Linked DNA regions of Mus musculus: regions 1, 3, 4, 5 and 6 are each linked to region 2. The links are chromatin contacts, called in public HiChIP or PLAC-seq and promoter capture Hi-C maps. All regions are on one chromosome and are shown on one strand. Each heading gives the region's core, a stretch centred on a gene start, on an enhancer-like site or on the middle of the called end of the contact. The rest is flanking DNA. Distances are from core to core; before and after follow the strand shown.

Region 1 (4,300 bases), core at 333-2,832, 700 kb after region 2:
GTGAGCCTGCCTCAAAAATGAAAATAGAGGGAGGCTGGCAAGATGGCTCAGGAGCAACTTGCTGCTGAGCCTCCTGAGTATAATCCCAGGAAACCAAGTGGAAAGAAAAGGCTCCTTCCTACAAGCATCCTGTCACACACACACACACACACACACACACAACGAGAGTGGTATACACATGTACACACAGTAAGTGAATGCTAGGATAGGGTGAGAACCTTTCTCAAAATAAAGCAAACACAAAAGCAAGGTGCTGTAGATGTGGTTACCATGGAAACTGAGTGTGGCAGGGGGGGCCAGGAGTTCATGGCCGGTCTTGGCTACATAGTGCATCTGAGGTCAGCATGGGCTACGTGACCCCATCCCAGACTAACAAAACACAACAAAGTAAAACCAAGACTCCATTCAGTTGCAGGTTCATCTGGGGTTGTGGGAGAACTCAATAGGTAGGTGAATGTGCAGAAGCATCTATTTATCTACCAGGCTGCTTGGGAAATCTTGGGCTCCCTCACTACATCAAGGCCCAGGATCATTCTGCACATCTTTCCCACCTGAGCTAAAGGCATAAGGACTTAGGAGGCAAGACAACAAACAGAAAACTGCCCAACTGCTCTGCCCCAGATCACAACCCTCCTCTATCCAGAACTCTCTGTGGCTCTCACTTCACTTGGGGTCACAGTCAAAGTCCTTCTGGCCTACAAGGCGTAGGCCCTATAAAATCTATTCCTATTGGTCCCTCTGTGGCCCCAGGGCCTTTGCATTTGCTTCTTTCCTGGATGATGGGCAGATCTCTTCCTTCGCTCCTTTAGGTCTGTGCTTAACTCTACCTGGCCTACCATTGAGACCCTATCCTCCCTTTCCTGTCTTATGCATCCACACCATACCACGGACACATCTATGTTTGTCCCACCAGAGCGAAATCCAAGAATGGGGCAACTTTCTTGTGTCTCCATCAGGGTGGGACCCACAGAGTGGCTTCTCTCACCTAAGGTGGTCAGACAGGTCTCCAGAGGATCGGATACCTGGGATGATTTACCTGGGATGATTTCTAACCTACCCCAGATTTGAGCCTCTCTCACAATCCAGTGTCCATGGAAGGGGATCCCCCAGCATCTGTTGCCTGTCCCTCCCCTGTCTGCCCACCAGCTGGTTCAGTCCCCAGCCCCCTCGGCCCCCTCCCACGCCCAGCCGGTGCTGGGAGAGGCTGGGGCAGGAGACTGAGGGGCTATCCCCAGCTGTCCCCAGCTCCAGACAGCTGGGTCCCGGGACCCTGGGCGGGGGAGGGGTGCGAATTTCCCCAGGCTGGTGAAGGGAAGGACGGCAAGAGGGTCCGAATGCAGCCTAGCACTCTCGGAGCCCGGCCCGCACGGACCCGGGATGCGCTTCCTCCTCCGGGAAGTCCTCGGGGAGCCCGGCACGCCCCCGCTGCCCGCCATCTCCAGCACTCGCCCGTCCCGCCCAGAGTGGCCGTGACCGCGGCCGCTCTCACTACCTGTTGATCTTGTGAGCGAAGGCGCGGCGCTCCGAGGCCGCCATGACGCCCCGCGTCCCGCCGCAGCCTCCCGAGTCTGGGCAGCCGGGCTGGGCGGAGCAGGCGCGCGGGAGAGGCGGGGCCTGTGCTGATGGGGCGGGGCCTGCACTTCGACCCGCCCCAGCCGCGGAACCAAGACGGGAATGACGCGGGGTCTTCTCGGGGCGTGGTGGCGAGGCCGGGCCAACTCTAGGATGGGGAGGAGCCTTCTCTGGAGGGGGCGGGGCTTTCCCTAGATAGGGCGGAGCCTTTTCTGGGATGCCGTGGGGCCAGCATTGAGAGTGGGACAGAAATACTGGGGATGGGGAGGAGACAGCGCTGACAGGAGGATGGAGCAGGCTGTGATCTGGGATGTCGCTGCTCTAGGATAGGGACCGGGACAAGGCTGGAGAGATGAGGATCTTTGTGGGCGTGGCTTATGAGGGACGGTCCTTGATGGGCGGGACGTTGTGAGTGGCTCATCTCTGCGATGGGCTAGGGAGCTGGGGACCAGGCAGAGCAGGGCATGGGGTGGGTGTGGAGCAGGGGCAGGGCATGGAAGGGAGTGTTCCCCTCCCACTGGGGTCAAGATGGGGAAACTGAGTCTTCTGTTGGGCTGGGAAGAAAAAATACGGAACATCAAAACCTGTTAGGTCAGCCGGGCAGTGGTGGCTCATGCCTTTAATCCCAGCACTTAGGAGGCAGAGGCAGGCTAATTTCTGAGTTCGAGGCCAGCCTGGTCTACAGAGTGAGTTCCAAGACAGCCAGGGCTACACAGAGAAACCCTGTCTCGAAAAAACAACACAAAACAAAACAAACAAACAAACAAAAAAGTTAGGTCCTCACTAGTCCCGGAGGCACGCTGCCTAAAAAACAACATCAATGTCACACAATAATTACTAAGGTTTTGTTTATAGTCGCTCAATGGACATAGGTGGGAAGAACTGTTGTTTTCCACTACTGACAAGTGGGTTAACTGAAGCCTAGCAGTGTGGAGGCTTTTACATAGTAGGCCTCAAAAGGTGCTCAAGGGACTTCCTGCCAGTCTCTGGGTTGCAGTAGAGAGGTGGATGAGTCCAGCTAAGCTCAGGGGTGTCACTCTAGGAGGTGTGACTCAGAAAGCCAGTATCGATACCTGAGCGAGCCAGTCCGGAAGTTTCTGATTACCTGAAGTTGTAGGATGTCTTCATTAATTTGTGGCCTTAAATATCTTCCCAACAGCTCCTTTCCCAATAACAGTTTCCTAGAATTTTTTCAGTCCTGGCTCATCTTTGGATATGCCAATTGTCTGCTGCCTCCACACCTTCTCCTGAGTAGCTTCAGCCCTCTGAGCAGTCACGGTCAAAACAGTCTTGGTAGGGTAGGCAGCTGTGCAGCACAGGACATGTCTGCCTCAGAGCTTTTTTGAGTGCTGCTCGTTATCCCACCTATGGATGGATGCTAGCAGGAGCCCCATCTACAGAGGATGAAATTGGAGCCAGAGGGCAGGGTGACTTGCCCCAGTTGCCCAGCAAATCTGTATCAGCTTCTGAAGGCACAGGAAGGAGACCTAGATGGTAGGGGAACCCCCTAGGTATCCATCTGCTCTTGATCTGTGTACACAGCTGTCAGGAGCCCACGCACCTACTCAGCGTGGTCCAGTGGCTTCTGCCTGGGAGATGCAGAATATAACTCCACCCACGACTGTGCTGGGCCACACTCAGTGTTACTCAGGTCCCTGCCTCTTCCTCTGAGGCCAGGTAGGGAACATGGAGCTGGATCCTTCCTGATGCTTCCATTGTGCACTGTCTTGGCGGCATCTGTGTCTCACCTATCCTTCCTTGTGCAGAGCCTCCGTGGCCCACCTCACTTGGGTCATAGTCCATCCCTCCAGGCCTTGCATAAACTGCCCTGTTACCACTCTGTCCTCATAGCCTCCCTCTTGGACTTCAGCCCAACTGTCCTCCTGCTTCCGACCCCTAAATATTCCTTTGAAACACTAGGATGTGGCCTACGCTTATTCCAGGACCTTTCACTGACTGTGGGTTCATCCCCTACCCTCTGCTTGTGAGTGCTAGCTAGCATGCTCTCTTTTACTTGAGAAACCCCAAGACTTGCCCTACTTACATAATGTATCCATGTCAGATTTAAAATGTATCCATATCAGAGTTAAGGTCTGGACTCAATGTATCTGTGTCAGATTAAAAATTGGACACAAAGAGCTTGATGCACACCCCCAAAAGAAAGATGTTGGGTTCCAATCCAGGCCTGGCTGTGTGACCTATAGATCAATTTCTCAACCTCTCGGAGCCTTGATTTTTCTCTTCTGCTCAGTGAGGGCTTCTGGTGAGTCACAGCACAACGCATGAATCTGTGTAGGGGGAGCAGGCCTCCAGAGCCCTGATTCCCTGGAGAAGCTAATAGGAGCCTAACCCCAGCCAGGGGACTTTCAGAGTGGCGCTGGTTTCAGAAAGGGTGGTTTCAAAGATCCCTTCGGGTTAAGATCGTGCCCAGCACCACCCAGGTCCCTGCCAGACCCGATTGTCAAGGCCACACCTCTGCATGGCACTGCCATGTCTGACTCAGCTGGGCGGGGTAGGGGTGCTCCTGCAGCTGCTCAGATTGGAGAGACTTTGGCCTCCACATGATGAGGTGTAGGTAGGGCTGGTACACCTGGGCAGAGGAGACTACCTTGCTTCCTTCTGGGAGACATGATCAGGACTGGATGTAGATGGGGCTGACAGGGAGGTAAGAAGGGGGTGGGTCCGCTGCCTTGTAGGCTAGTTCACTGTCTGTGTGAGAAAAGAGGGG
Region 2 (4,644 bases), core at 1,217-3,716:
GATACCTCGGCACACATACATAAGAATTAACACACACAAAAAAATTAAGATGTAACTTAAACAAAGAGTATAAGACACACAGGTATATGGGTATAGAAGTTTTAATTTGGGGAGCAGGTTAGGCCATTGTCTCTTTACTGCTGCGACAGAGTTGGAACCCAGTACCTCTTGCACGCTAGAGAAGTACTCTACCACTGAACCACACATCCAGGCCACCCTCACATCTTGGTAGTATGCTACAGGCCTGCAGGTAATGATGGCACAAGGGAGGGGCAAGAGCATGGCTTGCTCACACTTGGGGTTCTAAGGTCTCAATCTGGGGCGTCTGTTTTGGAGAGATGTAAAACTGCAGAGGACTGTATTTTATTTGCTTGGTGGTTGACAGGATCCCCTGTAGCCTGTGCCAGCCTCACACTTACCGTGGCTGACGACTTTGAACTTCTGACCCTCCTGCTTCCCTCTCCCCAGTGCTCAGACTACAGGCCTGCCCCACCATGGCTAGTTTTTAAGCAGTGCTAGAGATGGAGCCCAAGGCAATGCCATACAACTGAACTCCAGCCCATTTGGTTTTTGATATTGTCTCATGTAGTCCAGGCTAGCCTAGAATTTGCCCTATATCGAGGACTGACTCTGAATCCCAGATCCTCCTTCCTCGTCCTCCTCCTAAGACCTGAGTTTACAGGTGTGCTACCATGCTCAGAAAGTAAGGTTATGTGGGAACATTATCTGGGAGGTCCAGAGTTAACTAGGATGCTCTGAACCCTGGAGAGAGACAGATGAAGCTGGAGGGAACGGGCAGGTAGGACAGGACAGGCTTGGTTTTCTGGGTTGGTGAGCTGTCTTTTCTTTCTCTTCCTCCCCTCCCCCCTCTCTTTATCCTACCCGACTCCCGGCCCCATCCCTCCAGACAGGGTTTCTCTGTGTAGCCCTAGCTAGCTGTAGAACTCTCTGTAGACCAGGTTGGCCTTGAACTCACAGGCCTGCCTGCCTCTGCCCCCTGAGAGCTAGGATTAAAAATGTGTGTCATCATCATCTGGCTCCTGGTTTGGTGAATTTTCAAAGATGGCTACAGTTCATATAGGAGCCAAGGTGGGAAGGAGAGGGTCTACTTACTATACTAGAAGGAGCAGAGGTTCTAACAGGAAGTTAGGTGGGTGGGGTTTCCTGGAGTAACAGGAAATAAGAGTCTACAGGAGGTGAGAATAAGGAGAGCCACTGGAACTGAATGATGGGCAAGAGTGGAGATGGAGGTCAAATACAGAGGATAAGGGGGCTCTACAGGTATGTCCCATGTGGGACTCAAGTCTATAACCCAGGGAAAGGGATCCTGGACTGGGGAATCCCAGCTGCAAGCTAAGATTGACAGTTAAATTAAGGGCTCATTTAGTTTGGAAGTTGGGGGGGGAGGGGGTCGTCTCTGGGCCTTTAATAGAAATTCATGCCTAAGATCCTGGGAAATAGATGCCATAGTCAGAAGTTTTGTGGCTCCAGACTCTAAGTAGTGAGGAGAGGCAGAAGGGAGACGTGCAATATGAAGTGGGTGCGTGGCTGGGCTATGAGATCACCTAACAGAACCTGGGGTCCAGACTCTGAGGAAGAACAGAAGGTTCTGCACAGGATAGTGGGGACCCTACACACAAGGGTCAGCTTGGGGATGGGGAGAGGCAAGACTCTGACTAAAGTATTACCAACTGATAAAATGGCTCAGAGTGTAAAGGTGCTTGTGGCAACGTGGGGCGACTGGAGTTCCACAGCCAGTTCCAACATGGTGAAAAGAGAGGCCCAACTTCTACAAGTTATCCTGTGATCACCATAGGCATGCTGTGCCACGTGCACACGGGAACACACACAATAAATAAACTTACAAACAGAAGAGAACCATAGCACAGAGAGAACGCCTGGAGATACAGGTCAAGAATTACGGTGAAGAAGCCAGGAGTCCTGGGATGGAATTAAAAAGTCCGGCCCTGCATGAAGGCACATGTCTCTAATCCCAGTACTGGGAAGGCAGAGGCAGGAGGATCACTGTGAGTTAGAAACCAGCCTGTTCTACACAGCAAGTTCTAGGCCAGGGAAGGTTACACAGTGAAATTTTGTTTCAAAAAAAAAAAAAAAGAAAAAGAAAAGAAAAGAAAGAGAAAAGTCTAGATTGTGGAGCAGGCGGCTCCAGATGTCAATAACTAAGGTCTCCCCCGCCCCCACGCCAGGTGGCCTGGGGAAGAGGTCAGAACTCTAGAGCGGGGGGTCCCGGGAGTGGGGGGGAAGGGGATGAGCGCGCACAGCCCCACCTGGTGCCGCCAGCGGAAGAGGCTGGCAGTGTCTATGTTGGGGTGCGTCTCGTCCTCATCGTCCGACACCTCGATGTGATCCCAAACGCTGTAGTCCACCATCTTCGCTTCGGAGGCCCGGACTGGCTCCCGGGGCTCCACACGGCCGGGCGCTGAACAGGGACCCACAAGGGCTAGAGAGTCCGCTCGGCGAGCCCCGCCCCTTCCGCTTCCGCCCAGGGCGCCGCGCAGGACGGCCCCGCCCCAGCGTCGGCGCGGGACGTTACGTCCTTAGCAACGGGAGTCGGCGGCATTGGCAACCGGAGGTCTTCTTTAAAGGGCCAGGAGTATGTGGTGAGGCCTTCTGGAAGTTCCCGCCGAAACCAGACTGACCATCCTTTAGAAACAAAAGGTTAGTCGCGTTGGGCGTGGTGGCCCACGGTAATCCAAGTACGCTAGAGGCAAAAGCAGGTGGCTCTCCAGGAGTTCTAGTCCAGCCAGGGCTACATATTGACACTGTCAAAAAGTCAAAATTGGCTGGGCGGTAGTGGCGCTATGCCAGTACTCCGGAGGCAGAGGCCGGCGGATCGAGGCCAGCCTAGCCTACAGAGTAATTTTAGGGACGGTCAGGGTTGTTATACAAACAACACTCTAAAAAAAAAAAGTCAACATTGCATACACTAGCAAGATTTTATCGAAAGGACCCAGATGTAGCTGTCTCTTGTGAGACTATGCCGGGGCCTAGCAAACACAGAAGTGGATGCTCACAGCCAGCTAATGGATGGATCACAGGGCTCCCAATAGAGGAGCTAGAGAAAGTACCCAAGGAGCTAAAGGGATCTGCAACCCTATAGGTGGAACAACATTATGAACTAACCAGTACCCCGGAGCTCTTGATTCTAGCTGCATATGTATCAAAAGATGGCCTAGTCGGCCATCACTGGAAAGAGAGGCCCATTGGACACGCAAACTTTATATGCCCCAGTACAGGGGAACGCCAGGGCCAAAAAGGGGGAGTGGGTGGGTAGGGGAGTGGGGGTGGGTGGGTATGGGGGACTTTTGGTATAGCATTGGAAATGTAAATGAGCTAAATACCTAATAAAAAATGGAAAAAAAAAAGTCAAAATTGAGGCTGGAAAGTTGGCTCAATAGTTTGGAGACTGGCTGGTCTTCCAGAGCACCCGGATTCTGTTCCCAACACCTACATGGCCACTCACACCCATCTGTAAGTCCAACCCAGGATATATATATTATGTCCCCATTTGGCCTTTGACTACACCAGGCATGCATGTGGTGGACAGATATACTTGCAGACAAAACATTAATATACAATTTGTTTTTTTTAATCATGTTTGCCCTTAATTCCCACCCCACCCCCACCCCCACCAGAGTCTCACTGTATATAAGACAGCTCTGGCTGTCTTGGAATTCACTATGTAGACCAGGCTGACTTCAAACTAACAGATCTTTCTACCTCTTCTCCCCAGTGCTGGGGCTAAAGGTGTGCCCCACTACACCAGATCTGCCCTTAAATTTTAAAAAATATTTATTTGTTTGTTTGTTTGTTTGTTTGTTTTGAGACAGAATTACTCTGTGTAGCCTTGGCTGTCCTGGAACTCACTCTATAGACCAGAATAGCCTAGAACTCAGAGCTCTGACTGCCTCTGCCTCTGAAGATTAAATGCTGGGACTAAAGGCATATAGCAGGACCACCTGGCTAAATAAATAAGTAAATAAATAAAATTTTAAATTACATCTTAGGGGCTGAAGCGACCACTCAGTAGTTAAGAGCACTGGCTGCTCTTTCAAAGGACCCAGGTTCAATTCCCAGCACCCATATAGCAACTCACATTTGTCTGTAACTGCAGCTCCAGAAGGGTTGATACTCACACCGACATATATGCAGACACAATACACATAAAATAAATAAGTCAGGGTTTTTTTTCTGTTCTCCCCAACACCCTACCCCCAGAGAGGGATTCTTAGTGTAACCAGCTGTCCTGGACTTGCTTTGTAGACCAGGCTGGCCTCAAACTCAGAGATCCGCCTGCTTCTGCCTCTCAAGTGCTAGTATTAAAGGTGTGCACCACCATGTTCAGCTAAATAAGGAGGTTTTTAAAATGACATTTTATTAATTTTGTATGTGTTTGTACACATGTGAACATCAAAACAACTTTCTGGAGTCAGTTTTGTTCCACCATGTGAATCCCACTGATCAAATTCAGTTCATCAGGCTTGGTGGCACTAAACCGTCTCCCCAGCTCAGGCCTTTAAAGGAAAAGTCTGGCCGGGCAGTGGTGGCGCACGCCTTTAACCCCTGCACTTGCGAGGCGGAGGCAGGCGGATTTCTGAGTTCAAGGCCGGCCTGGTCTACAGA
Region 3 (4,454 bases), core at 642-3,141, 850 kb after region 2:
CCCAGGAGACTAAACTCAGGTCATCAGGCTTGGTAGCAATGTCCTCATTTGATGAGACATCTTGCCGACCTACATTTCCTTGTTCTTTCCTCTCTTTCCTCTCTTTCTTTTTTTTCAGACAGAGTCTTACTCTGTAGCCCAGGTTAGCTTTTAACTCACTAGATACTCAATACTGTCCTCAAACGAATGCCAATCATCCAACCGTAGCCTCCCAAGTGTTCAATACAGACATGGGCCACCATGTCTAATTTACAGTATTTTTATTTTTTATGTATTTATTTATTTTCATTTTTTTTTTGAGACAGGGTTTCTCTTTGTAGCCCTAGCTGTCCTGGAACTCACTCTATAGACAAGGTTGGCCTTGAACTCAGAGATCTGCCTGCCTCTGCCTCCTGCATGCTGAGTACTGAGAAAAAAGACGTATGTCACCACTATCAGGTTTAAGATTTCTTCTTAATAATATGAGCAAAATCACAGTAGGCTTTTCCAAACTGTGGCATAAGCAATATTTGGTCTTGATAATTCTTTGCTGTGGGGGCTGTATTAGGCCTAATAACATGTAAAGCCTTCTCCTCGCCTATGCCTAATAAACTGGAGTAGTACCCTCCTGCATTCAGCAAAATGATAAAAAAGTCTGCAGACATTGCTAAATAGTCTCTGGGAAGGGCAGCATTATCTCCTCCCCCTCCAGGGAAGCCACTAGTTTTTACTTTCTACTACTTAACAATGCACTATATGAGCATTTTATGAATGTCAAGTACTACCTGTGCAGTTACTATGCCCATTTTACAGGTGGAAAAACTGAGTACAATTAGATGACTCTAAGTTCCCCAAGATCAAACAACTTTTATGCAGAGCAAGGATTCAGACCCCAGAGAAACAAACTCTCTTTGGGCTGAAGATATAACTCAGCAAAGTGCTTGAGTAGCATGAATAGAGCCCTGGGTTCCAGCCTCAGCACCGCATGATGCCCGCATGGTGGCACATGCCAATCACCCAAAAAGGTGGAGCTAGGTCTCCTTTGAGTTCAAGCTAGCCTGGGCCACATGAGGCTAACTCTCAAAAATAATTTAATAAATAAATAAAATTTGGGTGGGAGGGATAATGGCTCAGTGGTTAAGGACATTTGCTGCTCCTGCAGAGCGAGGAAGGTTGTTAGTCTCAAGCACCCACATTGGTCAGCTCATAAACACCTGTAACTCTAGCTCCAAGGGATCCAATGCCTTCTCCTGGCATCTGAGAGTACTGCACTCTGCCCACAGAAACGCAAAACAGAACAATAAATAAAGAAAAACAAACTCTAGAATCTGTGCTTTTCACTCACCCATATGCACATTAGAAGAGGTAATAGTACAAAGAAATGGGAAAGAAAGATAAGATTTGAGTGTTTGTTTCAAGTTGGTCACATAGACTCGTGCTGGAGAAACACATAGCGCCTACTCAGAAGACCTGGTGGGCACGGTTGATCCCGGATCCTTCGGTGCAGTCTGCAGCCATACTTACCTAACAGTTGGATTTTTCTTTGTAACTCAAGCACCTGTGCGTGCACAGAAGACTTCATTGCATGGAAGGAGGTTGCTGACTTGGGATGATGTGCAGGCCAGGCCTGTGCCCGGCCCATAGACTTGCTTCGGTGAACCTTACTGCCTTTGGCTTTGGAAGAGGGCGCTGGAGCTTGCTCCGGGCTAGTCACCGTGGTGGTCGCGGCTGCCCAGCACAGGGGGGACGTCATGGTGATCGGGTTAAGGTCGGGAAGCCTCTAAGGGGTAGGAGAATAACTACAAGTTGGCCTCTATAATCCAGGATCCTAAACGCTGGTTCCCTAGGCTCTGGGAATGCACTTCTGCTAACTGCCTGGCTGCGGGCCTCTTAGCATCTCCCGGTTGCTAAGTAACTTCCTCCCCCCGCCCACGTTCCCAAGGAAACCGCCCGCGTTACACTCCACTGCTCTTATTGGCTGACTCGGTTCGGAGGGGCGGTCCCACAAAGAGGCCCAGCGAAAGAGAGGCGCGAGCGTAGCGGTCACGTGACGCCTGCGTGTTCGCTGGCAGTGGCCAGTAACCCGCCACTCCCAAGATGGAGGCACGTTACGCCGCCATTAAGCGCTACACTTCCGATCTGTTCTAAGGTTAGGTCTTCATGTTCCTACTCAAGATGGCCGCCTCAGCGCCCGCACACGCACTCTTGCCACTCCTAACATGGCGTCCCGGAGTTGCCGTTCGCCAAGAGGGATGAGCAAAACGGAAGTGACGTATCCGGAGCGTTCCGTTCTCTTATTCTACTGCAGGAACCGTGGCTGCTGAGCTAACCTGGTGTGGTGGCTATTGACCTTTGCCTCTACCTCGCGTAGGTGATGAAGTAGCGATGGGAGGAAGGCACCCTAGTTTCTTATAGGTTGCAGCAGGGTGGGTGGTGTGGAGGGATCGTAAATCCTTTGAACCTTTGGCGGGAGTTGCCCATTTCACCTCTTTACCGAGAGACCTATGGTTTTGAGTTCACTTTGAGACTCTTCCACTGGCTCGGGGCGGAGAGACGCCCCTTGCCCTTGCACTTCCAACTCCGATTGTGCCCTCCTTTTCCGGAAGCAGTGGTGAGGCCGGTCTTGGGTAAGCTGCCTTCTCCCAATGATTAGATGCTTCTTCATTCTTTCCTACAGTGAGAGGCCATCGCGTATCTTCCTGCCGCATAACACACTTCCGGTCTCGGCCCGGACGGGATGCTGCTGCTGCTGCTACTACTACTACCCCTCTGTTGGGCTGTAGAAGTTAAGAGACCCCGGGGCGTTTCCCTCAGCAGTGAGTCTCTTCTTTGTGCATCGGGAGGGGCGTTTCAGCCTTTTTCCTCCGTTTCCCGTAGCATTTCAGCTGGTGAGTGAGTGGGACAGAGGTAATATTTATTTAAGATCTGAGCAGAGCTTCTTGTTTCCCTCACCAGACCATCACTTCTATGAAGAATCTAAACCTTTCACCTGTTTGGACGGCACAGCCACCATCCCATTCGATCAGGTGAACGACGACTACTGCGACTGTAAGGACGGTTCAGATGAGCCTGGTGAGCGTTTGCATTTGCCCATCGCCCATTAAATGAGCCTGCTAAGCGCAGATGCCCCAAAGAACTTGGATCTCACTCTCCTGTTGCTTCCTGCTCAGTGAGCAGAAGCAGGCACAGAAACAAGATCCCTGTTGGCTTGGATTAGCTGAGGGGCAGTGTTTGTAGGTGCCAGTCCTGGTTTCCATTCCCTATCAAAGGAACAAATGTCCAGGTGTATGACCAAGTCAGCAAATGTCATTGCAGGAACCATGAATGGCATTCAGGAGGAGGTGAGGTTTCGAGTCAGGAAGAGCCAACAGAAGACCCTCTCAGAAGTGGGAGGAGGAGGGAAACTGAATGGCCTTCTAGGGATTGATGAAGGCAAAGAGGAGTGGAGGGGAGTTGCCTGGCCTTTTTGAAGGGCCTCCGGAGAAGCTGGGGAATACTGGAGGATTGTGTTGCTGGCCCCTGAAGATACAGTTTCTTCTTGGTTGTGCTTTAGTTTATTTTTGTTCTGGAGACACAGTCTCTGGTGGCCCAGCCTGGCCTTGAGCACACAGTGTAGCTGAGAATGACCTGGACCACGGGTTATCCTGTGATCACCACCAGAGTGCTGGGATTACAGACGTGCACCACCACACCCGAGTTACACTTACTTTGCTGGAGCCCCCCACAAACAAATGTGGCGTGGGGAACACGCATCAAACTTTTTTTTTTTCCTGTAGGCACAGCTGCTTGTCCCAATGGCAGCTTTCACTGCACCAACACTGGGTACAAGCCCTTGTACATCCTCTCCAGCCGGGTCAATGATGGGGTATGTGGTAAGTGCAGTGCGGGTCCTCCCAGGATCTGGGGAAGGTCGGGCCAGCCAGGGGGAGACCTCACCCACTCTGCTCTTGGCCCTTACCTTTGCTTCAGACTGCTGTGATGGCACAGACGAGTACAACAGCGGCACGGTCTGCGAGAACACCTGCAGGTGGGTGGGGCCCCTACCTGGAAGTCAGGCTGCTTCCCTGTCCGCTTACTTTTTCACCTCGCCTTTGCCTTTTAAGATTGTCACTTACTGAGTGTGGCGGCACAGGTCTGCAGGCCCAGCACTAGGGAGGCAGGTTTACTTTTATGTTATGTGCGTGTGAGAGGGGTAGCATCTGCTGAGGTCAGGGGAGGGCGTGTGACCCCCTGGAGCTGGAGTTAGAGTCCAGACTCAGGTCCTCTGGAAGGAAGATCAGCTAGTGAAGTCTCTCCAGCTCCTCCCTAGTTTCTTTAGAGATACAGGCTCTTCCTCTGGGGGCCCAGTCAGCGCCTCCTTCCTTAACCTCCTATAAGCGTGCGCCCCCACGGCTCCTTCCATTCTTTTGTGACTCCAATGGCCATGCCCCTTGGGATCCCACATTACCAGCGTTCCCTCTAGGTCTGAGGTAGTT
Region 4 (4,277 bases), core at 397-2,896, 690 kb after region 2:
TTGTTTTGTTTTTCTAATTCAAGGTCATCCTGGTCTACATAGCAAGTTCTAGGTCAGCCAAAGCTACATAGGGAAATCTTCTCTCAGCAAAACCAAAACAACTAATACCCGAGACAGGGTCTCATCTTGCTCAGGGCAGATCTGAGTTTGCTATTTAGCCTAGAAGGACTTTAAGGTCTTAACTTCCTGTCTCCACCTCCAGAGTGCTGGGGTGACAGGCATATCAGGTACTGGGGGTGGAACCCAGGGCTTTGTGCACACTAGGCAAGTACTCTACCACCTGAGCCCTGGCTCCAGCCCCCGAGGGCCAGAGGTCTGGAGAAGTGGCTCAGCAGTTAAGGGTACGCACTGCTCTTTGAGAGGATCCAAGTTCAGTTCACAGCACCCACTTCAGTCAGCTCCAGGGGGACCTGATGCCTCTGGCCTCTTTGGACATCTCTGTTCAACCCTGCCCCCCAACAATAAATAAATAATTAAAAACATAAGGTGGTCCCACCAGTAGCCAGGTGGCAGACTGGCCTCCCGCAGCCCACACTACCACCTTATTGGCTCCCTGGAGTTATCTATAGGGTCTGTCTTTCAGATACAAAGAGAACCGGAACCTGGTCTTGCCTCTTCTCCCCAGCTGTAAGTGCACAAGCCCCAACCCTGTAGGCCCCCTTAAGCTGTGTGATGGAGGCATCTGGCCTGCTAGCTCAGCCTCTGAAGCTCTGTACCAACAACCAGTAACAGCGAGTCTCCACACAGAACAGTGAGTGGGTCTCTGTGACAGAGTCCTGTGACTCTCGGTGTCAAGCTCATCGCGAATGACTAACTTCACGGCCATTTTCTGTGGTGCTAGCGATGGAATGCTGAGTGCCCCGAAAGCCTTCTACCTCTGAGCATCACCTCAGCTCTTGTTTTCTTGCCATAAGAGAGGATCTAGTTCTGTAGCCCAGGCTGGCCTTGAACTCATGTTCCTCCTACCGCAACCTCAGAGTGTAACGTTCTATTTGCAAGGGAAGCAAGGCTGTTCCTTTGAGTGCGCAAAGTGGATGTTCAACAAATGCTTAGTACTACTTGTGGGACGCCTAGGTAGAGAAAATGGGTTGCAGTACTTGCCCTGTGTGTTCTAGGAAGTTAAATCGAAGTTAGCACAGATCATAAACCATGCGGGGAGTCAGGCTCCATGATCTCAGAAGGAGGATGTCTGTCATGTCACTTTTTCGCCCCTCCTCCACAGCTATTGGCCACACCCAGTGACCCCTGCATTAGCTGTCTGCAGGAAGGAGACAAGGCTGGAGCCCCTGGATGGCCCTTTGGGTGGCCCAGCAATACTGGGCCTGCTGTGTTGGATGTGAAGGGAGCCACGTTCTACACTTAGATGGGAAACTGAGGCTCAAGGCAGTGATATGCTCATACAGACACTGGCGCTGAGAGCTCTGGTCTGAGCTTGCCCACTACCTCCAACCCCCACACACAGCTGGCCCTGAGTTCTAGCAGCGTGATATCAGCATGGCCTGCTTAGCCATCAGTCTGATGCAATGGCTGAGCCTCCGCCAGGCCCTTGTGCAACCATGGCCGGTTAACCATTGACCAGGGGGGTCAATGGCAGCCTATGGAAATAAAAGGCAGCCGCAGCGGCCCGGGAACCACACCCACGAAACTGTCAGCCATGGCTGTGCTTGCTCTCTGCCTCCTGTGGACCTTAGCATCAGCAGTGCGACCCGCTCCAGTGGCCCCTCTGGGTGGTCCAGAGCCAGCTCAATATGAAGAGCTGACCCTGCTCTTTCACGGGGCCCTGCAGCTAGGCCAGGCCCTCAATGGCGTGTACAGAGCCACAGAGGCTCGCCTGACAGAAGCTGGGCACAGCCTGGGCCTCTATGACAGAGCACTGGAATTCCTGGGGACAGAAGTCAGGCAGGGCCAGGATGCCACACAGGAGCTTCGCACCAGCCTGTCGGAGATTCAGGTGAGCACTGGAGCTGGGTGTTGGTGGCAGGTAAGAGTCTGAGGAAATGGTAAACCCAGAACAGAGGAAACATACCCTGATGACACACCATCCTTGAGCAGGTGGAAGAGGACGCTTTACACCTTCGAGCTGAAGCCACAGCCCGATCACTGGGGGAAGTGGCCCGGGCCCAGCAGGCTCTGCGGGACACTGTACGGAGACTACAAGTGCAGCTGAGAGGCGCCTGGCTCGGTCAAGCCCACCAAGAATTTGAGACCTTAAAGGTAAGGGACTCCCAGGTCTGAGAGGGGTATAGCCTGCTTCTCAGAAAGAGGCCACCACTGAATCCTGGGCTAGAGGACCCTCCAGTTGTATATGGGGTTCCAGCCTCAGTGACCTTCTGGAAGTGACCTTTGCAAGTAAGGGCAAGAAGCAGGCACAGCTGTGGTTCTAGAACTCCAGAGGCAGGGGCAGGAGAAATAGAAGGTTAAAGGCAGCCTTGGCTACAAAGTTAGGCCAGCTGACTACATGGTGATACCTTGTCTCAAAGAGAACAAGAGAAAGAACAATCCTAGCACTGGGAATAAAGGCAGGTGTGTGTGTGTGTGTGTGTGTGTGTGTGTGTGGGTGTGTGTGGGTGTGTGTGTGTGTGGAGTCCAAGGTGATTTCTGGCTAGGTAGACATCCGGGTTAAGCTTGGGGTACATGAAGCCCTGTCTCAAAATATGTAAATGAATGAATGAGTAAGGGACCAACAAGGTAGTTAGTTCAGCAGGTAAAGGCTGCCAAGCCCATGACCTGAGATGGATTCCCAGGACCCACGCAGTCCTGGTGCTATGTATCAAGAAACCAATCAATATTGTTTGATGTGCATCTACAAACTATACAGAGCAAGTCCCATTTTAGATATACTTTACAAACAGGGAAACTGAGGCCAGAGGGTCTTGGACATTTGCTGGGCCCCATGGATGGTAACAGAGAAACTTGCAGTGGTCAGGAGATGGGAGGTGACCCAGATCTCCCAGCTAAGGTTTATATACTACCCCACAGGCTCGAGCTGATAAGCAGAGCCACCTCTTATGGGCTCTCACTGGCCACGTGCAGCGACAGCAGCGGGAGATGGCAGAGCAGCAACAGTGGCTGCGACAGATCCAGCAGAGGTGAGCCTGGTGGGATTACTCTGGGGTAGCAGTGGAAGTTGCCTAGGTCCACTGAAGGGCACCTCCCCGAAGCACTGGCCTTGACGGGGCTCTACCTCCCTCCCTAGACTCCACACAGCAGCCCTCCCAGCCTGAGACTACCTGGATGCCACCGAGGACCAGTTGTGCTGCAAGGAACACTGAAGCGCTCCACCAGGCCCATGAACAGGGCTGACAGAGCCGGCTGCCCATCAGCTGGACCTGGCCAGTGCACCCCGCTTCCTGGCAGAGCGGAGACAGAAGCAAGCAGGCGGGATGGAAGGCAGAAGACAGAGCCCTGTGGAGGAGGGCTGGAAAAAGACACGAGCCCCCTTATGCCCACACACCCCACAATAAAAGAGAACAGAGGCAATCTATGAACAGTGTCCACATCTGTTTCTGCAAGCATGGGGCATCCTGGGCGGGGGCTTATCGGACCTCACTTGCCCAGCACGCACAGTCCTGGGTTTCAATTACAGAACCACAGCCACGGACGTAGCATCTCAACACTGCAAAGGTACAGAGAGGAGGACCAGGCGGGTCCTTAGCCAGCCTTGGCACGTTCCAGGCTGTGACAGACTCTGAGAATAAAAAACACTGGGAGTTGGTAGAAGAAGGCTCTAGTTAGACGCACACAGTGCTCTTGTAGGGACCCATATTTGATTTCCATCTCTCCTATCAGGTGGCTCACAACCACCTGCAACTCCAACTCCTGAGGATCCAAAGCCTCTGGTCTACTCAACACCTCACACAGGTGCATGCACCCTACACAGGTGTGTGTACTCACACACAGGTGCATGTACCCACACACAGGTATATGTACCCACACACAGGTGCATGTACCCTACACAGGTGTGTGTACCCACACACAGGTGCATGTACCCTACACAGGTGTCTGTACTCACACACAGGTGTGTTTACCCACACACAGGTGCACGTACTAACACACATGTGAGTGTACCCACACACAGGCACATGTGCCCAAACACAAGCACATGTGTGTTCCCACACATAGGTGCACGTACTCACACACAGGTGCAGGTCCACACACAGGCACATGTACCCACACACAGATAATTAAAAATAATAAAAGCCAGGCATGGCAGTGCACACCTTTAGTCCCAGGTCTTGGGAGGCATAGGTAATGAGTCTGAGGCCAGCCTGGTCTAC
Region 5 (4,093 bases), core at 841-3,340, 570 kb after region 2:
TAAGCTGTTAGCTGACCCCCAGCACTCATGGGCATGTGTGTACACACACAAAATTCAGTAATACCATGAGTTTTAATTAGGTGAGAGGCAACCAAGGAGGACACCTGACGTTGAACTCTGGCCTACATATACGTGTGAGCACACGCATAAGCGCCTCAAAACTCAAGGGAGAAAAAGAACCAAGCTGTTCGGGCGGTGGCACATGTCTTTGACAGGCAGATGGATCTCTCTGAGTTTGAGGCCAGCCTGGCCTACATAGTGGGTTCCAGGACAGCCAGAGCCATGTAATAGAGAGACCCTGTCTCAAAAACAAACAAACAAACAAACAAACAAAAACCGAGAGAAATCAACTCACAAAAGCAGCTTTTTACACCTTTCTGTCTTCTGGCTTCTACTATCTGTGTAGCTGAGGCTATCCTCATGGTCCTCCTGCCTCCCTCGGGGAGTGCTGAGACCACAGATTGTGACAACAGGCTTGGTTTACGTGATGCTGGGGACGAAGCCAGGTACCCTACCAACCCAATGCAGTGTGTCCCGTTCTCTCTCCTGTCTCACGGTTCAGCTTCTGGTAGTTTGTTTTGCATTATGTATTATTTACTTTTTTATTACTGCCTGTGACACATCACAATATGAATGTGCAGGTCACAGGGACGAGTTCTCTCCTCTCATGTGGGTCCTCGGATTTGAACTCACATCAGGTCAGTCCTGGCTGCATGCACTAAGCCAACACACTAGCCCTGGTTTGTTCTGCAGGGAGCTAGGCAGGGACAGAATCTGAGTCCCTTTTAGAAAATCCCTAAGCCTTTGATTCATCAAAACTTCTCTATCCATGGCAGACAGCCTTCTGGTTTAGCCATCCAGTGTCAAGAGGGGAAAAAGGCCACATGTGGTTGGTTTTGCTTCGAGGGAAGAGATGCCCTTCTGTGTGTTCAACTCCTTGTAACAGGATAAAGCGGTACCAGCAGGTGCCTAAGGAAATAAACCAAAAATCAACATTTCTGTCAACACAGGAAGGAACCCATTGATTCTCAGATGAATTATTTAAAATAATTTCAACTTTAGCTTTGAAACAGGGTCTCTTGACAGGTGGTAGTGGGGTGGTAGTAAACACTCAACATTTAATCCCAGCACTCAGGAGTTAGAGGCAGGCAGATCTCTGAGTTCTAGGCCAGCCTGGTCTACAGAGTCCAGGACAACCAGGGCTACACAGAGAAACCTTGTCTTGAAAAACAAAACAAACAGAAACAGAAACAAAACAAAAGAAGAAAAGGAAAGAAAAGAAAGAAAGAAGGAAAGAAGAGGAGGAGGAAACAGAATCTGTGTAGCCCAGGCTAGTCTGGAACTTGCTGTCCAGACCAGTTTGGACTTTGCTCACAGAGATCTGCCTGCCTTCTTCCTAGTTTCAGTGTTACCATATCTTGCTATGGAATTCTTCCATTAATAATTATAATTATTCTAACTACTGGGTCCTACCCCCCAAACCAAGTAATGTTTCTTCTTTCTAATTAATTAATTAGTACAGGGGAGTGTGTGTGGAAGTTAGAGGACAATTTGCTGGAGTTGGTTCTGGTTCTCTCTCCTTCCAGTATGTGGATCCCTGGGATCAAACTCAGGTCTTCAGGCTTGCACCCTCACCCACTGAGCCAACTCGCTCACCCGCACACGCCGCCGCGTTTTATATACATTTCTCGCTGAGTGTTTGTGTTTATGGACGGATCCAGATAAAACCTGCAACTGTACTTGGGTCAGAAATCTATGTGCCCATTCCTAGACAGGAAAGCAAACTTGCTGCAAGAAGTGTAGGGGTCGGGGGTGGGAGGGGGCTTCGCATACTTCTGTTTTGCTTTGGAGGTGGAAAGGAAAGCGTCAGAAGGCGACCCAGGGTGTGGAAGGGCGTGGGTCGTCCCTTGAACACTCAAACAGCAACGCGGGCGGCTAAGTGTCCGGGAAGCGGTGAAATTCTGTGGGAGGAATTTGAGGAACTTCCCACTGCTGCGGGAGCTTCAGGGGTTAAAAGAGACGATGTCACATCGGCCGTTCCAAGCTCCTCCCCGCTCAGTGAGGTGAAGATTTTTGAAAATCACCCCATTGCAGACTCCTCCCCCGCCTGGAAACCTCGCCCCTAGTACTGGGAATGACTCTGGGCGTGCGGCGTAGTTTGCAGCCGGGACACCGTGAGGCTTGCGAGCCCAGATTCGCAGCCGAGACACCGTGGGGCCCGCGATCCAGTGTTTGCAGCGGGAACATTTCGGGGTCTGTGATCCGAGTGAGGACGCAACGCAGAAGCTAAGGATGAGCACCGCGGATCTGATGCGTCGCTGGGTCATCGCCCTGCTCCTGGCTGCTGCCGGAGTTGCAGGTAAGGCTTTGCGCCAGGAGCCTGCCCGGGGTCAGGGGCAGCCGTCCTGAACTCGGAGAGCCCCGAGTGGTTTTATTTTTGGTCGAGAAATACAACCATTCGTGCGAACTTGATGTGATGTCCTTCCCACGTGGCTGGAGGGAAGTGTTTTGGAAATAGGGTGCCAGAGCTGTAGGGGGTCAGAGTGGGTTTGGGGAGTCCGGTGGGTGCTCTCCCAAGTCAGAGGTGTCTTTCAGAGCTATGTGTGAGGGAATCCAAGAGGAGGGGTCCCATCATTCGTTTTAAGGGCTGGGGAGACCCAGGCCCAGCTGTTCAACTTTGGGGTCGCTAGTCGTAGTTACAGGACTTGGGGGTCTCCACACTGCACTCAAACCCGGCTACTGCCGCGTGCCCCAAAACTCCGCCCTAACCCCACCTCCCACCGCACCCCCGAGCTCCTATTGGGTGCAGCCGGAACAGGCGAGCCTCGAGCCACTCCCCTCGCCCAATGGAGGAAGAGGATGATGTTCAGGGGCGTGGCTTGCACGACCCTCCCGGGTGGGGTGGGGCTACACATCCGGGCCGGCTGGGTCCTCCTTGTGAGCCTTCAGTCCCTACCTTGTCCCTACTTCCCTGGTTTGGTGCAGATGTGCCTCAGGCAACCCAGACACCCGTAGCTGAGACCATCAGGCAGGGAGGGCCAGGGACCTGGCAAAGACTTTTGCAGGCCTGGTTCGTTCCCACTCTCTGAACGTGTAGGATTGGACAGATCCATAAAGTGGACTTTAGTTTTAGGAGAGGCGTTGGAATTTGGACAGGAAGGGAGATGGTGTTACAATCTCACCAACAACTTCTTTGCAGCACTGGGAAAAGTGCTCCACCTCTCCCTCACTTTATAGACAGGGTCTCATGTAGCCTAGGCTGGCCTATAAGTCACTGTGTAGTCTCTAGCCCCTAATTCTCCTGCCTCAGCTCGGGAGTGTTGGGATGACAGGCATGTGCCACCATGCCTGGATTTGGGGACACCATGGATAGAACCAGGGTCCATGAATGCCTGGGTTACTGCTTTTCTTGCAGTCAGCCTGGCTGGCCAAGAACATTTTAATTGCTTTTTCCTCCTCAGAACCAGCTTCGGTTCTGACCCCACAGGAGCTTGGCAGGAGTGCCCTTCAGTTAGCTGTGAGTAGCTGTCAACTGGACAATCCCTGGGGATGCTTCCTTGAGACAGCCTGGCTGAGCTGGGCATCCTGGGGCACACCTGTAGTCTCAGCACCTGGAAGGCAGAGGCAGGTGGATTCCTGTGATTTCCAGGGCAGGCAGGGCTATACAGTGAACCCTGGACTAAGAGAGAGGGAGAGGGGAGAGGTTGAACACTGAGACAAACACTTAGCTATCCTGTTATAATTGTAGACAAGGCTAGACCAGATACCCTGCTCAGCTTGCGTTTCACCCATCATTGCCTTCTTTAACAAGAAGAAAGAAAGAAAACCATTTTATAAAGTCTTGAGCAAGAGCTGAGGTTTCCCATCTCACCGGAAGGCCAAGGGCCCCGGTGCTGGTCTCCCCAGACTCTCATGCTCATAGCAACGACGGTGACTACAGCTTGCTCTATGTTAGGGTTACATGTGTTAACTGGACGATTTGTCTGTTTTAAGATTCGCCATGCACTAGTCGGGTGGTGGTGGCGCATGCCTTTAATCCCAGCACTTGGGAGGCAGAGGCAGGCAGATTTCTGAGTTCGAGGCCAGCCTGGAG
Region 6 (4,630 bases), core at 1,645-4,144, 660 kb before region 2:
GACAGCAAAAATGATTCTTAGGGAAAGAAACAGGAGGGAAGGAAGGAGAAAGGGACAGGGGAGGAGGGAGAGAGGCAGGAGGAGGAGGGAGAGAGAGGCAGGGGGAGGAGGGAGAGAGAGGCAAGGGGAGGAGGGAGAAAGGGACAGGGAGAGGAAGGAGAGGGGAGGGGAGGAGGGAGAGAGAGGGAGTAAGGACAGGCAGGGGAGGAGGTTAAGAAGGACAGGAGGAGGGTGAGAGGGAAAGAGAGAGGAGGAAGAGAGGGAAAGGGGAGAAGAGGCACAAAGAAACAGCTATTTACCAGAATAAGATGACAAAGCAAAAACTTAAATAACTCATAAAATATCACCCCAAAATAATATAAATTCAAACACAGACTCTCACTGTGTCATGCTGGTGGCCTCCAACTTGTGGTTGTCTGCTTCACTTTCCCAGGCACTGGGATTACAGATTTATATCACTCAATGATTTCTCTGCCTCAGTTCCCAAGTCCTGGGATTCCAGGTGTGTCACCCATGCAACTACTGCTTCTGAGAATACAGCTGAGTATTTACCATGAAGTGGCCAAGTGATTTCCCTTTTCCAAAACAAATGCCTTGCAGTTACAACTAAAAATCTGTTTCTTATTTTCCCCAGAATAAGTTGTAAATAAATTGCTAGACCAGGGGAAATTGAGAGAGCAGGGGAAAGAGAAAAAAAATTAGTGTATGTCAAAATAAAATGCACGTGTCCTCTAACCTAGAGCACACGACCTTACCTCTCAGTTCTTGGGACTGCAGGTATCTGCCACCAAGCCCAGCACAATATAGAAAGCTTGAAAGGATCACATACCTCCAAACATCCAGAAGCTTGTTGCCGCTTTTTAAAACAATGTGGAGAATTCTGAATGTTTATAGATCAGATATCACATGCATCATTTTATGTATGTATGTATGTATGTATTTTTGTGGTGCTGGGAATTGAACTGGGGCTTCATACATGGTAGGCAAGTATTCTATTCCTGAGCTATATCCTCAGCCAGTTCTTGATTTCCTTCTTTTCTTTTGTAAAGACAAGATCATGTGGTTCAGGCTGGCCTACAACCTACTATGTGACCGAGGCTGACCCTGAACTCCTAATGCTCCAGCTTCTATCCGCAGAGAGCTGGGATCAAAATCAAGTGAGCTACTGCACTCAGTTTATGTGGTACTAGGAACTGAACCTAGGGGTCTGTGGATAACACACAAACACTCTATCAACTGAGCTGAATACCCAAATAACTCTATTCTTTAATTTTCTTGATTGAATCTAATAATATTTTGCTTTCAGTAAGACAATGTCCTAATCTAGGTGGTACATTACCAAGTATTTAACAGTCAAGTGTTGTATCTATTATTGTTTATTCGGAGATAGGGGTATAACTATGCAGACTGGACTGGCCTGAAACTATGTAACTATCCTGGCATAGAAATCATGTTCTGGGGCTGGAGAGATGGCTCAGTGGTTAAGAGCACTGGCTGCTTTTCCAGAGGTCCTGAGTTCATATCCCAGCAACCACATGGTGGCTCACAACCATCTACAATGAGATCTGATGCCCTCTTCTGGTGTGTCTGAAGACAGTGACAGTGTGGTCACATATATAAAATAAATAAATCTAAAAAAAGAAAGAAAGAAAAGAAAAGAAATCATGTTCCTATTGCTCCAACTCCTGAGATCACTGCTATGTGCTACCATGTTGCCCTTTATTTTCAGTTTACATCTTAGCAAACAAGTCACCATACAATATATCTTGCTGGGGAAAGAGTAGACACGGACTGCTGCAAGAGGTGACTGCAGCATAACAGATACTGGACCATCAAATATGCTAGTACGTCTAAGTTTTTTTTAAAAAGAGAAATGGGGGGGGGGGGATTGTTGGGGAGAGAACACTAATTTATCAATCTTCTTAATAGTTAATTCTATGATTTTTAATAATCTAGCTTTCCACATTTCTTCTGTGAGCTCCAAGCAGTTTAGTGATGAACAGATCTAAGAACGAAGAGAAAAGTATGTGTATCACGCACAAGGCCCTGAATGGACCACTAGCACAGAGAGATAAAGGGATGAGGAAACAAACACAGGCCTAGGAACTTTGGAGGTGGAAAAAAGCTCACTATTATTGTTTGTTAGGTTTTTGCTTGTTTGTTTTTTAATAAATACAGTATTTCACCACGTAGCACTGGTTGGCCTGGAACTCATTTTGTACACCAGACTAGCCAAGAACTCACAGAAATCCTTTTGCCACCTGTGTGCCGTGAGTAAAGGCTTGCCCGCTAGGTTTTTATGAATGGGCTGGAGGTCTACCAATGTTTATATTCTCTCAAGAAAGACGTACATTCGAAGTAACTAAGAAATTTGTCTCTGTATCTGAAACTAATGGTCAAAATAAAACACGCACTCACTAAATAAAGTACAATCTAACAATATGAATTAAGTTCTCACCCCGACATTCGTCTCTAATATTTTTTTAAAAGGGAATACGGCTTTTTCCAAAAGCGACCTTTCACTGAGTGCTCACCAGAGGCGCTGAAATCGCAAGGTGTATGGCGCTGATCACTCCAACTACTCCGGCAAAATTTCATTTCTGAGGAGAAAAATAAAAGAGCCTTTCGCACAGAATTTGCTTGGGCGGCTTTTGAAGAGCAGCATCGTAGCCGCAGCCATCGCCAGGCCCGCCCTCTGGGCACTTCCCCAGCCTGGCGACTGACAGCCAGAGAGGACTCAGGCTTGGCCGCGCCCGGAGGCGCCGTGGCAAGCGGAGCAGAGCTCTGCACTCTCGTTCTCTATCTCCCCCTCCGCCTCCAGGTAGTCCTTGTACCGCAGAACTCACGAATGCCAGGCAACTCCGCAACTCTTCAGTGCAGATAAGAGCCGGAAGAGACGGGCGCGGGCATGACGTCACTTCCGCTCGCGCTCGGTCTGCTGCAGAGCCAGGCCCGGGAGTCTACCTCGGTTGAATTCCTGTCAGATTTCTAGTTTCTCCGCAGTGTCAGGGCGGAGGGGCTGTAAGGGCTTCACCGCGGGAGCTGGAGGCCGACGCTGGTCTCCAGGACAAGACAGAATTAGAATCCAGGCTGTGAGCCGGGCAACGGTGGTGCCAGGACCAGTAAGTCCTTTAACCACAGGGTTTCTTGTGGGTACCCAGCGTCCGCTCAGGAAATTTTTTTGCCTGCCATCGCTGCATTCTTAGAACCCTTGCTTTCTAGTGCACCCTAGTCCAGTAGGAAACAGAAGGCAGTCTCGCTTCCGTAATCATCTAGACCTCTCAAGATGTTGAAATTGTATTTCGTAGGCTGCGACCATAAAGGGTGCTTCAACAGATTTACCCTACCTAAGCCCATTCCACCAGCCTCAGGAGCCCAATGGAAATAACTGGGTTTCTGACTGAGAATCCTGAAGTAGTTACTGGGTGGGTCTTGAACTCGTCTTAACCGCGTATCTGCATCTTTCCCAGCAACTGTTTTCCCAAGTCCCCGGTTCTATTGAATGCCCTAAGCAAACAGTAAGCTCAAATCCGGGTTTTTGTCATCTCAAGTCACAGGAAAAATGCCCAGTCACTCAGATTCGACACTCCTGGTTACTGATGGTCCCTAATAACATGAATGAAGAGCCAGTTTAACCACGCAACAGTTGAGAGGCTGAAAACTGTAATGTTACTAGGCTGAATTCTGCTGACATCTGTTGGTCAATGCGAGTCAAAGAGAAATGAAGCTATAATCACTTTCTGACGAAAGTAAAAGCATTTATGGCCCTGATCTATTACAGGATGCAAGATCAGTTTGTCAAGAGACCCATTTACCCTCTCTGCCATGAACTTGCTCAACCAGGGGCTTGCGTTGCTTCAGAAACAATATGCCAGTATGACTTCTCAGTGAAAAGGCAGACTTTCTTACTGCACACTTAGAGCTCAAGGAAAAGCTCTTTACTAAAGCACATGGCCAAATATGAGTTGACCTCAAATGTAATTATATATACCTTAGAGTTAGGCATTTTACACACACTCATCCTTAAAACCTCTAGGTCCCAGCCCCTGATTAGACTTTGAACAATTTAAGAGACAGGAGACTACAAGTCTAGCCACTTGGTCAGATGGGTTATTTACACAAAAATATTGCCAAGATTATTTAAGTACACCAGTGTTGTTCTTTTCAAATAGATCTGACCCAGGGTCATGTTGCCCAGCTGGCAAAAAAAAAAAAAAATTTTTTTTAAAGAAAGGAACTGGGGTGTGGGCTGGAGAGATGGTTCAGCGGTTAAGAGCACTAACTGCTTGTCTTAGTGTCAGGGTTTCTATTCCTGCACAAACATCATGACCAAGAAGCAAGTTGGGGAGGGAAGGGTTTCAGCTTACAATTCCACACTGGACTGGAACTCAAGCAGGTCAGGAAGCAGGAGCTGATGCAGAGGCCATGGAGGGATGTTTCTTACTGGCTTGCTTCCACTGGCTTGCTCAGCTTGCTTTCTTATAGAACCCAAGACTATCAGCCCAGAGATGGCACCACCCACAAGGGGCCTTTCCCCCTTGATCACTAATTGAGAAAATGCCTTACAAGTGGATCTCATGGAGGCATTTCCCCAACTGAAGCTCCTTTCTCTGTGATAACTCCAGCCTGT

What was found. Promoter capture Hi-C pulls out the DNA fragments that hold promoters and counts their contacts. HiChIP or PLAC-seq counts read pairs in DNA pulled down with a chosen protein or histone mark.
Region 1: a contact with region 2 is called in an HNF4G HiChIP or PLAC-seq map of pancreatic cancer cells. The contact joins the promoter of Dock6 here to the promoter of Cdc37 in region 2. A contact is called at or near these places in 3 of 39 promoter capture datasets (liver and pre-B cells), 1 of 115 datasets of contacts at active chromatin or transcription factors (pancreatic cancer cells) and 1 of 9 other capture datasets (adipose tissue).
Region 3: a contact with region 2 is called in a promoter capture Hi-C map of liver, with 4 times the contacts expected there. The contact joins the promoter of Ccdc151 here to the promoter of Cdc37 in region 2. A contact is called at or near these places in 3 of 39 promoter capture datasets (liver and pre-B cells) and 1 of 9 other capture datasets (liver).
Region 4: a promoter capture Hi-C map of liver shows a contact between it and region 2, with 4 times the contacts expected there. The contact joins the promoter of Angptl8 here to the promoter of Cdc37 in region 2. A contact is called at or near these places in 3 of 39 promoter capture datasets (liver and pre-B cells).
Region 5: a contact with region 2 is called in a promoter capture Hi-C map of erythroid cells, with 6 times the contacts expected there. The contact joins the promoter of Ldlr here to the promoter of Cdc37 in region 2. A contact is called at or near these places in 1 of 39 promoter capture datasets (erythroid cells) and 2 of 115 datasets of contacts at active chromatin or transcription factors (bone marrow-derived dendritic cells and pancreatic cancer cells).
Region 6: a promoter capture Hi-C map of erythroid cells shows a contact between it and region 2, with 6 times the contacts expected there. The contact joins the promoter of Zfp426 here to the promoter of Cdc37 in region 2. A contact is called at or near these places in 5 of 39 promoter capture datasets (3T3-L1-derived adipocytes, erythroid cells, liver and 2 more).

What each region holds. Positions count from the first base shown.
Region 1 is chr9:21,851,053-21,855,352 of GRCm38.p6, forward strand. It overlaps Dock6 (dedicator of cytokinesis 6), which reads right to left and starts at 1,583. Exons shown (of 50, transcript NM_177030.3): 1 at 1,493-1,583. The coding sequence starts at 1,536.
Region 2 is chr9:21,147,468-21,152,111 of GRCm38.p6, forward strand. It overlaps Cdc37 (cell division cycle 37), which reads right to left and starts at 2,467. Exons shown (of 8, transcript NM_001378796.1): 1 at 2,289-2,467. The coding sequence starts at 2,390. Gm35977 (a long non-coding RNA gene) reads left to right here and starts at 2,501. Exons shown (of 4, transcript XR_870568.3): 1 at 2,501-2,679.
Region 3 is chr9:22,000,743-22,005,196 of GRCm38.p6, forward strand. It overlaps Ccdc151 (coiled-coil domain containing 151), which reads right to left and starts at 1,892. Exons shown (of 13, transcript NM_029939.3): 1 at 1,504-1,892. The coding sequence starts at 1,732. Prkcsh (protein kinase C substrate 80K-H) reads left to right here and starts at 2,246. Exons shown (of 18, transcript NM_008925.2): 1 at 2,246-2,346; 2 at 2,657-2,795; 3 at 2,935-3,051; 4 at 3,756-3,851; 5 at 3,949-4,006. The coding sequence starts at 2,717.
Region 4 is chr9:21,833,864-21,838,140 of GRCm38.p6, forward strand. It overlaps Angptl8 (angiopoietin-like 8), which reads left to right and starts at 1,647. Exons shown (of 4, transcript NM_001080940.1): 1 at 1,647-1,951; 2 at 2,053-2,214; 3 at 2,980-3,089; 4 at 3,197-3,484. The coding sequence starts at 1,655. The coding sequence ends at 3,224. The region is part of intron 14 of Dock6 (dedicator of cytokinesis 6); the gene reads right to left.
Region 5 is chr9:21,721,486-21,725,578 of GRCm38.p6, forward strand. It overlaps Ldlr (low density lipoprotein receptor), which reads left to right and starts at 2,091. Exons shown (of 18, transcript NM_010700.3): 1 at 2,091-2,359. The coding sequence starts at 2,293. It overlaps Gm26511 (a long non-coding RNA gene), which reads right to left and starts at 1,871. Exons shown (of 4, transcript XR_001779098.2): 1 at 356-1,871.
Region 6 is chr9:20,489,852-20,494,481 of GRCm38.p6, forward strand. It overlaps Zfp426 (zinc finger protein 426), which reads right to left and starts at 2,895. Exons shown (of 9, transcript NM_001110309.1): 1 at 2,847-2,895; 2 at 2,535-2,600.